Linked DNA regions of Mus musculus: region 2 is linked to region 1. Evidence: chromatin contacts called from public HiChIP or PLAC-seq data. All regions are on one chromosome and are shown on one strand. The core of a region is the stretch at or near the end of the contact, and the rest is flanking DNA. Distances in the headings are between cores, read along the strand shown.

Region 1 (5,450 bases), core at 2,503-5,002:
CCTACATCATGGTTGTTGAGATAACAAAGGCCAGCAAAGGCTAAAGGTGAGCGTGTCTTAGGTCCTGTCTTGGCAGTTTCCTGAGATTTATCTTTGTACACATAACAACTTGTCCAAGATCCAAGTGACTTTGGGGAGTGGGAGCTGTAGCTATGGAATATTCCATTGCAGGACAAGGATTCAGATATGTGGCTGGAAGTAGGCCCAAGAGCAAAATACTGCTGTCTCTCTTAGCCCTATGGAAAGATAGTCTTAGGATCAGAGTAGGGTTTCATGTGGGCACATGTGCTGTACTCTATGCAAGTCTGGAAGCGTTGGTGTTGGAGCAGTACTGATGTGGAGGCATATCTGACCACTGGAGTCTGAAGTAACAGTGTACTTCTGGCCTCTCGAGAATCCTTTCTTGCTTTTGAGTATTTTAGGCCATCCAACCTTAACCTATCCTTCTACTAAGATGCTTAAAGATTTTTGTTTTCCTTCAATATTTTGATAAATATTTGTTTTTTCCGTGTTGGAGAGTGAACTCTGTAACTTTATTTTTTTCAAAACACATTTTTAATGATGGTTCTTAAACACTTTAACCTGCCTTCTAGCTTACCAGAGGTAGTGGGAAAGAAAGGACACAGGGGAAGTAGACCTGTTTAGAAAGGTTCTTTGGAGCAACTACCATCTGCATTGTCAGGAAATTGACAGTTCAGTTCACAGGTCAGCAGCGGCAGCTTGATCCACTTGCAAACATTTTACGGATATATCAGCAGTCCAGTTTGGTAGAGTCAGGATAGCAAACACGAATCAGCAGCCATGGTGCTACCTAGCAGAGACAGCCAGGCCCCAGCCTCAGCACAAGTCAGCAGGAGGGACCAGGGCCAACAGGAATGCCAGAAGTTCTCAGCTGTGCCTCTCTCTGCAAAGCAAACATCAGCAAAGACCAACAAGCGCTGCACAACTAGCTCTATAAAGCAAGCCTAGCTTAGCCTCCATCACTATCCATAGAGTCCTCTTTATACCCTCCAAACATTCCATGTCCTCCATGGGGCTTGCCTCAGTGAGTGTCTTGCTTCAACACATGAATCTGTCTCAGATGACATCACTCTACCAATCAGCCCTAGTCCGAGGAAGTGGCAAGAAGCCTCAGCACACCAGCAGAAGTTTTTTGGTGTGTTTCTGTCTATAGAGTCCTGACAAATGGAGCTCAACAGCACTTGTAAGGTGGATCAATAACATGCATGTTGTTAGCACAGACTACTTCATCATGTGTCCTTTCACGTGCTTGCTTTAGCACCTGTGTCTGCTTCAGTGAAATGTTCCTTCATGTGTTTGCCCCAGCAAAACACCATGTAACATAACTGACTTCCCAAAGAACCCTTAAGTTTCCACTAAAGAACTCAGTTCTCCTTCTATGACAAACAAGTGCTTTACTGATGAGTGACACCCTTAGCCATAGTCATTTACAGTTTTGATCAGTTTGAAATGTGTTTTGATTTCAAACCTGTTTCCAACTAAATTTTTCCATACTTATGACGTCTTGCCTATTCTAATGCAATCTTACTGATTTTTAAAAATCCCCTTCGTATCTTGAGATGACACTTAAAATGAAACACAGAAAAACCGTACTGCATAGTGGTGGGGTACATAGACATTGGAGTTAGCATGCCCTGGTTTTATTTCTAACAGCAACACTTTCTGGTTCTGAAATCTTGTACATCTGTTTGTGTATGCCTCAGTTCCTTGAAATAAGAATGGTACAGTACTTTTATGTATTTGTAGAATATTAAATGAGTTAATATATATATATATATATATATATATAAACTCTTAGTTCTTGATAAAGTGTTTAAAAATTGCTTTTATTATGGTAGTTTTCTTTTATTTTTGGTCATTTTGTGGATTTTCTATTCTCATCCATAGCTAGCTGACATTCATGCACAGGTATTACACTTTAAAAAAAACCCGTTTTGAATTATGCTTTAATCTTCTGATAGAGGTACTTTCCTATTGTTTCTCTTTTTTTCTCATGTTTCGTGGCTATTCTTGCTTGATAACTTTTCCCAAAGATTTTATACACACACACACACACACACATACATATATATATATTTTTTTTTTTTTGGTTTTTTTTTTTTTTTTTTTTTGGTTTTTTGAGACAGGGTTTCTCTGTATAGCCCTGGCTGTCCTGGAACTCATTTTTCAGACCAGGCTGGCCTCAAACTCAGAAATTCACCTGCCTCTGCCTCCCGAGTGCTGGGATTAAAGGCATGCACCACCACGCCCGGCGATTGTATATTTAATTTATTTTCTACTTATAGAAAGAAAAAGGCAGAAAGATTTAAAAAGCTTATAGTGTTCTTTGTTTTTTAAATTCATTTTCTGTAACTGATAACCCATTTGAAGTTAATAATTTCTCATTTTCTTTTTCTTTTTTTTGTTTTTGTTTTTTTTGTTTTAAAGATTTATTTATTGTTATATGTAAGTACACTGTAGCTGTCTTCAGACACATCAGAAGAGGGCATCAAATCTCATTTTGGATGGTTGTGAGCCACCATGTGGTTGCTGGGATTTGAACTCAGGACCTTCAGAAGAGTAGTCAGTGCTCTTAACCGCTGAGCCATCTCTCTAGTCCCTCAATTTATTTTTCTAATCTTTGTCTTTTTTTGTGGCCAAACTTCTGTCATGACTTTATTGATGGGTATAGACCTTCTGTTTTATCCCAGTATACTTTGGATATTGCGGATGTCTTAACAGTATTTCTAGATTATTCTTATTCCTGAGCATTTTTAGATATTGATGAGGATTAAGTCTAAAAATATAAATTATTTTCAAGAGAAATTTTTCAGAGAAATTGTATAGTGATTCAAGAATGCATTCTGAGAATCTTGCTGTTTAAGGTGTCTGAAGTGTGGAGATTGGGTTGTCATCACAAGTTTATTGGCAGTTATTGCAAGGAATAATCATGGTATTTATTTGTGATTGAATGGTAGATTTTGTTTTTTTTTTTGAGACAGGGTTTCTCTGTGTAGTCCTGGCTGTCCTGGAACTCACTCTGTAGACCAGGCTGGCCTGGAACTCAGAAATCGGCCTGCCCCTGCCTCCCAAGTGCTGGGATTAAAGGCGTGCATTACCACTGCCCGGCAAATGGTAGATATTTTAAAGCTATAAATTGAACAATCAAAGTACACATTACATTAACATTTCATTGTAAATTAGATAGAACATGAAACAAAATAAATAAAATGAAGGACAAATAGCCTGGAAAGCATTGCCAGTTTAAGCAATATAATGTTTATAGCTTTTTCAGAATCCCACTAAAAGCATTTTTTCCCTCCTCAAATGTAGACTTAAAACTATTAAAAATTTCTTCTTTTTTATTCTCTTATCCAACAACATATTCTTGTGTTACAGTCTAGCTTTGCTTATTTGTAATTAATTAACCAACTAATTAATTTGATTCTTTGAGACAGGTGCTCACTGTAGCTGCCACAGCTGGCCTTTCACTTGCTGTGTGGCTGAAACTGGCCTAAAATTTTTGCACTCTCTGCCTACAGATATATAGTACCACACCTAGCCTAATATACTTCAAAAGTATCAGATGAATTTATTTATTGAAGAACCTGGAACTTATGACATTTCATAGTGTTTCTGTCTGGATGTAGTTAAACATATCCTGAGGTCCTTTGTATTTCCTGCATTTTGGCAGGACAATCTAGAGCCTTTGTCAGACTCAGCTTCCATTCCTGTAACTAGACTGTAGGTGGTGCTGTGCTCTTTCACTGGAAGCAATTATGCCTGGTTTCTCAGTGTGAGTGATGTTATCGGCCCTGGTATTCACCATCCAAATGTATTTATTTGCCTGGATCTAAAAACCAAACCAAACCAAACCAAACCAAACCAAACAAAACAAAACAAAAAAACAAAAAAAACAAAAATAACAAAAAAATGTTGATAGTGTCTGTCTGTCTTTGTCTCTCTCTCTTTCTCTCTTTCTCTGTGGTATGTGTGTATTTAACTGGAATCTTTCAATGAAGAAACAGTTATTTGTTTATCTAGTGGTATGGTCACCAGTGTACATTTATAGAGGGCAGAATAAATGCATAATTCTTTCCTTTAATTTACTAATTTCCACAGTATATCCGATAATTCTGCTTTATAATTATTTTTTAGAGCAGTGGTTCTCAAGGGTTGCATATCAGATATCTTACATATCCGATATTTACATTACGATTCATAACAGTAGCAAAATTGCAGTTATGAACTGGCAATGAAAATAATTTTATCTTTGGGGGTCACCATAATATGAGAAACTGTGTTAAAGGGTCGCAACATTTGGAAGGTTGAGAACTACTGCCTCAGAGGAAACCAGTAAATTTGTGATTTAAAAATTCTATGAATGAATGGATGATTGCAGTGATGCTCATCACTGAACTACAGATTGATGTGTCTGGTCAGTAGGGTCTAATAGGTCCAATAGGTCTAGATTGGCCCTTTTGTTTTAAAGATTTATTTATTTATTTTATGTATATGGGTACACTGTTGCTGTCTTCATGTTTTCAGACATACCCGATTCCATTACAGATGGTTGTGAGCCACCATGTGGCTGCTGGGAATTGAACTCAGGACCTCTGAAAGAGCAGTCAGTGCTCTTAACCACTGAGCCATCTCTCCAGCCCGAGACTGGCTCTTGAGTCTTTTTGTCACAACCTTTTTGAATTGATTATATTCCTGCTATTGTGTATGGCAAAATAACTTAAGCTCAGTTTTTCATGATTTTCTTTGGTCAGAAGTGCTTTTTCAGGGTTTCAGTGTGGGTACTATGCACAATCGTTATTACTTTGTTGGCTATTGCTTTGTTTTCACTACACACATAATATTTTTAAATAATACCAATTACAGTTTTATGTATTGAAGTGTGTGTGTGTGTGTACATGTATATGTGTATAGATCCAAAGATTAATTATCTTCTGAGTTTCTAGTGATGCTTCTGTTAAGCAAGAGGTTGGTTGTCCTGATCCTTACAGTTTGAGCACATTCTTGTCTGTATCTACTTGAAGTGTTTTCATCAGGAAAGACTGTTAGATCTTGACAAATGCATTTTTTGTGTTTATGGAGATGATCATATGATTTTCCTTGTCATGTTATTCATGCAGTATATAATCTACTGTTTTTTGCTGTGTGTACATATGTATGTGTGTGCACAAGAATGTGTGTTTGTGTATGTAGGTGCCTGTGCATTTGTGTGTGGAGGCCAGAGCTCAACCTTGTATATATATATTTTTCATCCACTGTCTTTCTCTCTTTTTTTTTTATTGTTTTTTTTTTTTTTTGGACACATGTTTTCTCACAGGCCTGGAACTCTTCACATAGCTTAGGCTGCTTGGCCAGCAGGGATCCAGTTGTCTCTGCTTCCCCAGGGTTGGCATTAAAACTATGCCACTTTATTTGGCTTTTTAAATTTG
Region 2 (5,044 bases), core at 911-3,410, 410 kb after region 1:
TCTTCCTCTCCTTCATAAATATGTGTGTACATATATATACGTATACAGACTATGAACACATATACACACATATTTTTATAAAATCCTTCAGTTGTAAGTTAGGTGCTTCATGGCCTTACTCCTAGGTATTTGCTCCTACATTCTAGAAATAGTTATATTCCTTATATTCCCTTATGTGACTACAGTTATATATTTCTTAAGTCTGTATTGATAAAATGCTTTTCTCTAATATGCTCCCCATATATCAGTTTTGTAAACTGAGCAAATAAAACCTTTATAGAATTCTTGCCCTCAATATAGGATGCAGTGTAACTTGTTATTGCTAGATAATATAGATTTTTAGAAGTAACTTTACCTATAGCTATGAGTGTTAGCTTCTTGAATCTCTGTAACAGAGTACTGTATATTAGGTAGGTAAAATAACAAAAATATATAGTCTCGTGGTTCAAGGCCTATGTAGGAACTTCTTCCTGTGAAAGCCACCGGACAGTGTTAACTCCAGTCTCCCCATTCCTTCCTCTCTATGTGTATATCTGTCTCCCTGTTCTCATTTTATAAAGACACCAGTCTGTTGGATTAGGGCCTCATTTTAACATGATTACTTGTATAAATAATCCATCTCCAGATAAGGTCACATTCTGAGTTACTAGAGGTTAAAATACCAACATATGGAGTCATGTTAGAGTGGGTATAACTCAGCCTGCAGTAACCACTTAATTGCCTGTCTTTTCACAAACATCTTTGGAATAACCTTGTACGTTATCTCCTTAATTTAGTGTTCATAAAGTTGTATTACAATTATTTAAATAATCCTGTATACCAAAAATGACATATAATAGATCCTGTTTTGATCACTTTTAAAAATACAATGACATAATTTATGGTCCCCATGCCTGGGAGCAATGTAATCTGCATCTCAGCAGCAGATGACTTGTTTATGTTTCCATCAGGATCATCCTACGAATGGCCAACTTGACACCATAGGGCAATATAAGTTATAACAGATACTCGTAAAATAGATACTCCCTAAATTGGAGAGTCTTACAAATACTGTTTGAAAAATTTAGTGTGTATGTAACAGGAAAATTTATTCTTTGATGTGTTTGTGTGATTGACCCACCTGAGCATGAATCTGTTGATATGAGATGTCATAGCCAGTTTAGAACCATACGGTAAGTGACACAAAATAGTTCATGAAGGATAGGCATGGTATTTCAATAAAATATAGGCAATTTCTAATACTGGCTTATGCATAAAACATGAACAACAATTATAAGACATATAAAGAGTAAGTTGCCAGGTGTGGTGATGCACACCTTCAATCCCAGAACTCCGGAGGCAGAGGCAGGCGGATCTCTGTTAGTTCAAGGCCAGACTGGTCTGCAAATCAAGTACCAGGATAGCCAAGTCTACACAGAGAAACCCTGTCTTGAAAGCTCCCAAATATAATAGTAGTAGTAGTAGTAGTAGTAGTAGTAGTAGTAGTAGTAGTTGTAGTAGTAGTTGTAGTAGTAATAATAATAATTTTATTAAAGTTAAGGAGCTGAAATATTATAATAGAATGTTCTAGATTTTAGGTAAGCTATATTTATATTTGTCAGATTATGTTGTAATTTTCAAAATGGATACTGAAAAATTGCCCTGAATGATTACTGTATGAGTCCCCCCATCATCAATAGTCCCCCTATAATACTTAGGAAATATACATTTAATTATTTAAAAGCACAAGTTAAATTTTCACATATGTTTTGTACCAGTTGCAATAAATATATTCCAGTAAATATAAAGCTTTAGCTGGGCCTGATAGCACAGTACTGTAATCCCAGCTACACAGGAGGCTGAGACAGGAGCACATGCTCAGAGCCTGACTGAAAACTCAAGGCCAGCCTACCCAGTGTGGCCAAGTTAAAAGAGGAGCTCCAGCTCCTGGCTTGCACATTTGCATATGTAAGGTCCTGAATTCTGTCCTCTGTTTCACAAAGACAAAGAAAAAACAGCAGCTTCTTACAGCACCAGAGAGACCCTGAGAAAAAGTAAGGTCTCCCATTTAAGTGACAGCATCTCCCTCTTCTTTTCCTTGGGGCCCACTAAGGTACTCTGCTTATTGGCTTACTTCCTCTCCTGGGCTCCTCTGCCTCTTCCTGTGAACACATTTCACTTCCTCCCCTCAGTCGCACTCACTACACAGTGGTTTCAGTTGTTCTAAGTCTTTCTAAGTGACACCTTCCCTGTTGTAGTTGGCCTGTGTTGTGTAAGATTAATCCTCTCAACAGGTACCATGTTTCTGTCCTGACAATCCAATGCCTTCGATGAAAACCTCTAGTCTTCTCTGTTTTCTTTTGTCAACTTTTTTTGTTCTCTGCACTAGAGAAGATACTGCAATGCATTTAGTGTATTTTTAACTCTTCATTGTGTGTTTTTCATAGGTATTTGTTCTTTATTTTAATAAAGCTTTGTTCAATTCAAGCTTTTGTTTTTAAGAAAAAGGTAACTGTGTCTCACTGAGCATTTAATATGTTCTATATTCTGCTATATATTCTGGATTAGTTTCTTTAATCCTTACAACAGTCCTGTGAGATAAGTGCTATTTCTCTACTCTATATTAGGCAGCTGAGCCAGAGTTTATGTAACTTGCCAAAGTCATGACTATTGATCATTAGTATACTGAGCTGAGACTCCAATGCATGCTGACCATGTTCACCCCACTGTGCTGCCTGTGGGGTAGTTCTATTGCCACATGTGCTATAATAGGTTGTGGTTATATAGAAAGTTCTTTGAAAATGCACTTTATATTAGATTTATTGAATGAAAATATGAATTGAATGAGAAAAATACTTTCACCTACTGGTTTTCATTTAAAAAAACTCAAAATTTATTAATTAATTTATTTATCTTCATTAAATAAAATTAATGAAAAAAGGATGGTTCAGATGATAAAAATTGTAGATGTGAGTTAATGTATTTGTTTATAGATGCATAAGAAAAATATTCTTATGAAACAGATCTCTAGCAACATTTTAATAGTTGATGTTTAGATGATTTCTTTATTCTTTGCTGGTCAGATTATTTTAGTAGGTATTATTTTTTCAAAACTTAAATAAAGAGCAAAATTATATTTGTAGAATGACGATGTGACATATTGTATGTTAGAGAAAATGCTTAGTACTAATCAGAAAGAACAGTACAGGGGGTGGGGATGGATTAAGCTTTTGAATTGGCTCACATAATTATTGAAGACATAAATTGTCTTAGTGTAGAGACCCAAGAGAACCTGTGGTGTAACTCAGTTCAAGATTTTGACCAAGGGAGCCAGTGTTAAAACTCTAAGTATGCTGTACTAATTATTTTTTATGCTATAATAAAATACTATAAAATATCAACATCAACTTAAGCATTTGGGCTTGTAGTTAACTAGATGTCCATAATGATAGGGCAAGCATGGTGACAGTAGCAGGAAGATGAGAGATCACATGTCAGCCACACACAGGAAGCAGAACAAGCAGGAAGGAGATGAGGCTGAAAGTCTCAAAGCCCACCCCCAGTGACATACTTCCTCCAGTAAGATTCTACTGCCTAAACGTTCCATAACCTTCCAAAGCAGCAGCACCAAGTCTGACCAGGGGTTCAAATACTTGAGCCTGTGGGGAGCATTCTTGTTTAAACCACACCTGGGAAGCCACTGATAGAATTCTTACAGTGAGAGAAATCTTGAGAAACAGGCGACCACTGGTGTAAATCACAGAATCTAAAGACCCAAGAACCTCAAGCAGTAATATCCAAAGTTAAGAGAATATGCATGTCTGGGCTCAAGTTATGGAGCGAGTTCTCCCCTGTCTCTTTCTTCTCTGATGGTTCTCAGTGGTTTGGATGATGCTCGCTCACACTGATAAGATTCTTAAGGCTTAGATTCTGACTCAAATGCTAATCTCTTCTAAAAACCTCTTGAAAATATTTGAGAGTCCTCAAAATAGCAACTGTTAGCTACCTGGGCCTCTCTTAGCCTAATCAATATGGCACATAAAATTAACACATTACTTTATAGGAAAGAGGATGCTGACAAGAATTTTTTTTCCAAATAAAGAATAATTTAAATGCATACCCATACATCTTTCCTATGTGCTGATACTTGACAGCCACGATTGATGGTATACACCTGCAATCCCAATGCCAGCATAGGAGACCAGAAGTCTGAGTTAAGTCTGGTCTACATGGTGAGCTTTAAGCCAGTCTCAAAGAACAAAATCAAGAAACAACAACAAAGAAAGAACCATGTGCAATGGTTAGAGTAACAAGTTTTTCATTTAATCCTATGGTTGCGTTTACACAGTCATATAAGTATACAATAGAATTATGGTTCTTGGTCTCAGTCTCAGGTGGGATTACCTTTTTGGGTGAGTGGGTGGCTGAGTGCTGGGAAGAAGCGCAGGGCCTTACACATGATGAGCAGTACTGTGTTACTAAGCCAGCAGTACCTTAGGTTTCCTAGAGACGGAACCTACTCCTTACTACTGTTATCATGGTGCCTCTCCTACTCATAGAAATTAAGCCTGAAGTATATCTTCACAGACATTGTTGTTAAACATTTTTTTAATGTTGAATGAATGGAATCTGCCTTTTTTCTGATTCTACCTGTTTATCTTCATTAACTCTGTGGCCCAAGCAGAGACTTCACTTCCACTTCAGTCCTTCTGACATGTAGATACAGAAACTGTGACTGTTATCTTTTAATTCCATACAATTGCAGGTATATTTTATTTCTCCATTTATTCTCATTACTGACCCCCACTTATAATGCCCTAAACTTTACATTACAGAGAATATTTATTACATGCAACTCTAATTCAACTGAAATTAAGCAGTATAATTAACATATTTAATAATTTTGACCATATGGTTTGTATCCTCATATTGTCTTAGTAACTTCATAAAAGTTTATGATCTAAACATGATATGTTAGACTGCCTTACATATTTTCAGTTGAAATGTGTGAAGATTGGTCAGATTAGTTAGCTGGATCTTGACCATGATTAAGTTATTTAAATCC

The links. HiChIP or PLAC-seq counts read pairs in DNA pulled down with a chosen protein or histone mark.
Region 2: a RAD21 HiChIP or PLAC-seq map of pro-B cells shows a contact between it and region 1, with 5 times the contacts expected there. The contact joins two enhancer-like sites. A contact is called at or near these places in 1 of 15 datasets of contacts at CTCF or cohesin (pro-B cells) and 1 of 9 other capture datasets (embryonic stem cells).

Annotation. Positions count from the first base shown.
Region 1 is chr3:86,264,754-86,270,203 of GRCm38.p6, forward strand. All of the region lies in intron 2 of Lrba (LPS-responsive beige-like anchor), which reads left to right. Among named protein-coding and RNA genes, the nearest start is that of Gm26343, 7.9 kb to the right of the region's middle. Within about 2 kb of position 3,753, at least 2 of the 459 cell types and tissues checked have an H3K27ac peak or open chromatin away from gene starts, as enhancers often do. A contact at or near this core is called in pro-B cells, where this site is marked.
Region 2 is chr3:86,675,846-86,680,889 of GRCm38.p6, forward strand. The region is part of intron 47 of Lrba (LPS-responsive beige-like anchor); the gene reads left to right. Among named protein-coding and RNA genes, the nearest start is that of Gm52625, 72 kb to the right of the region's middle. Within about 2 kb of position 2,161, at least 38 of the 459 cell types and tissues checked have an H3K27ac peak or open chromatin away from gene starts, as enhancers often do. A contact at or near this core is called in pro-B cells, where this site is marked.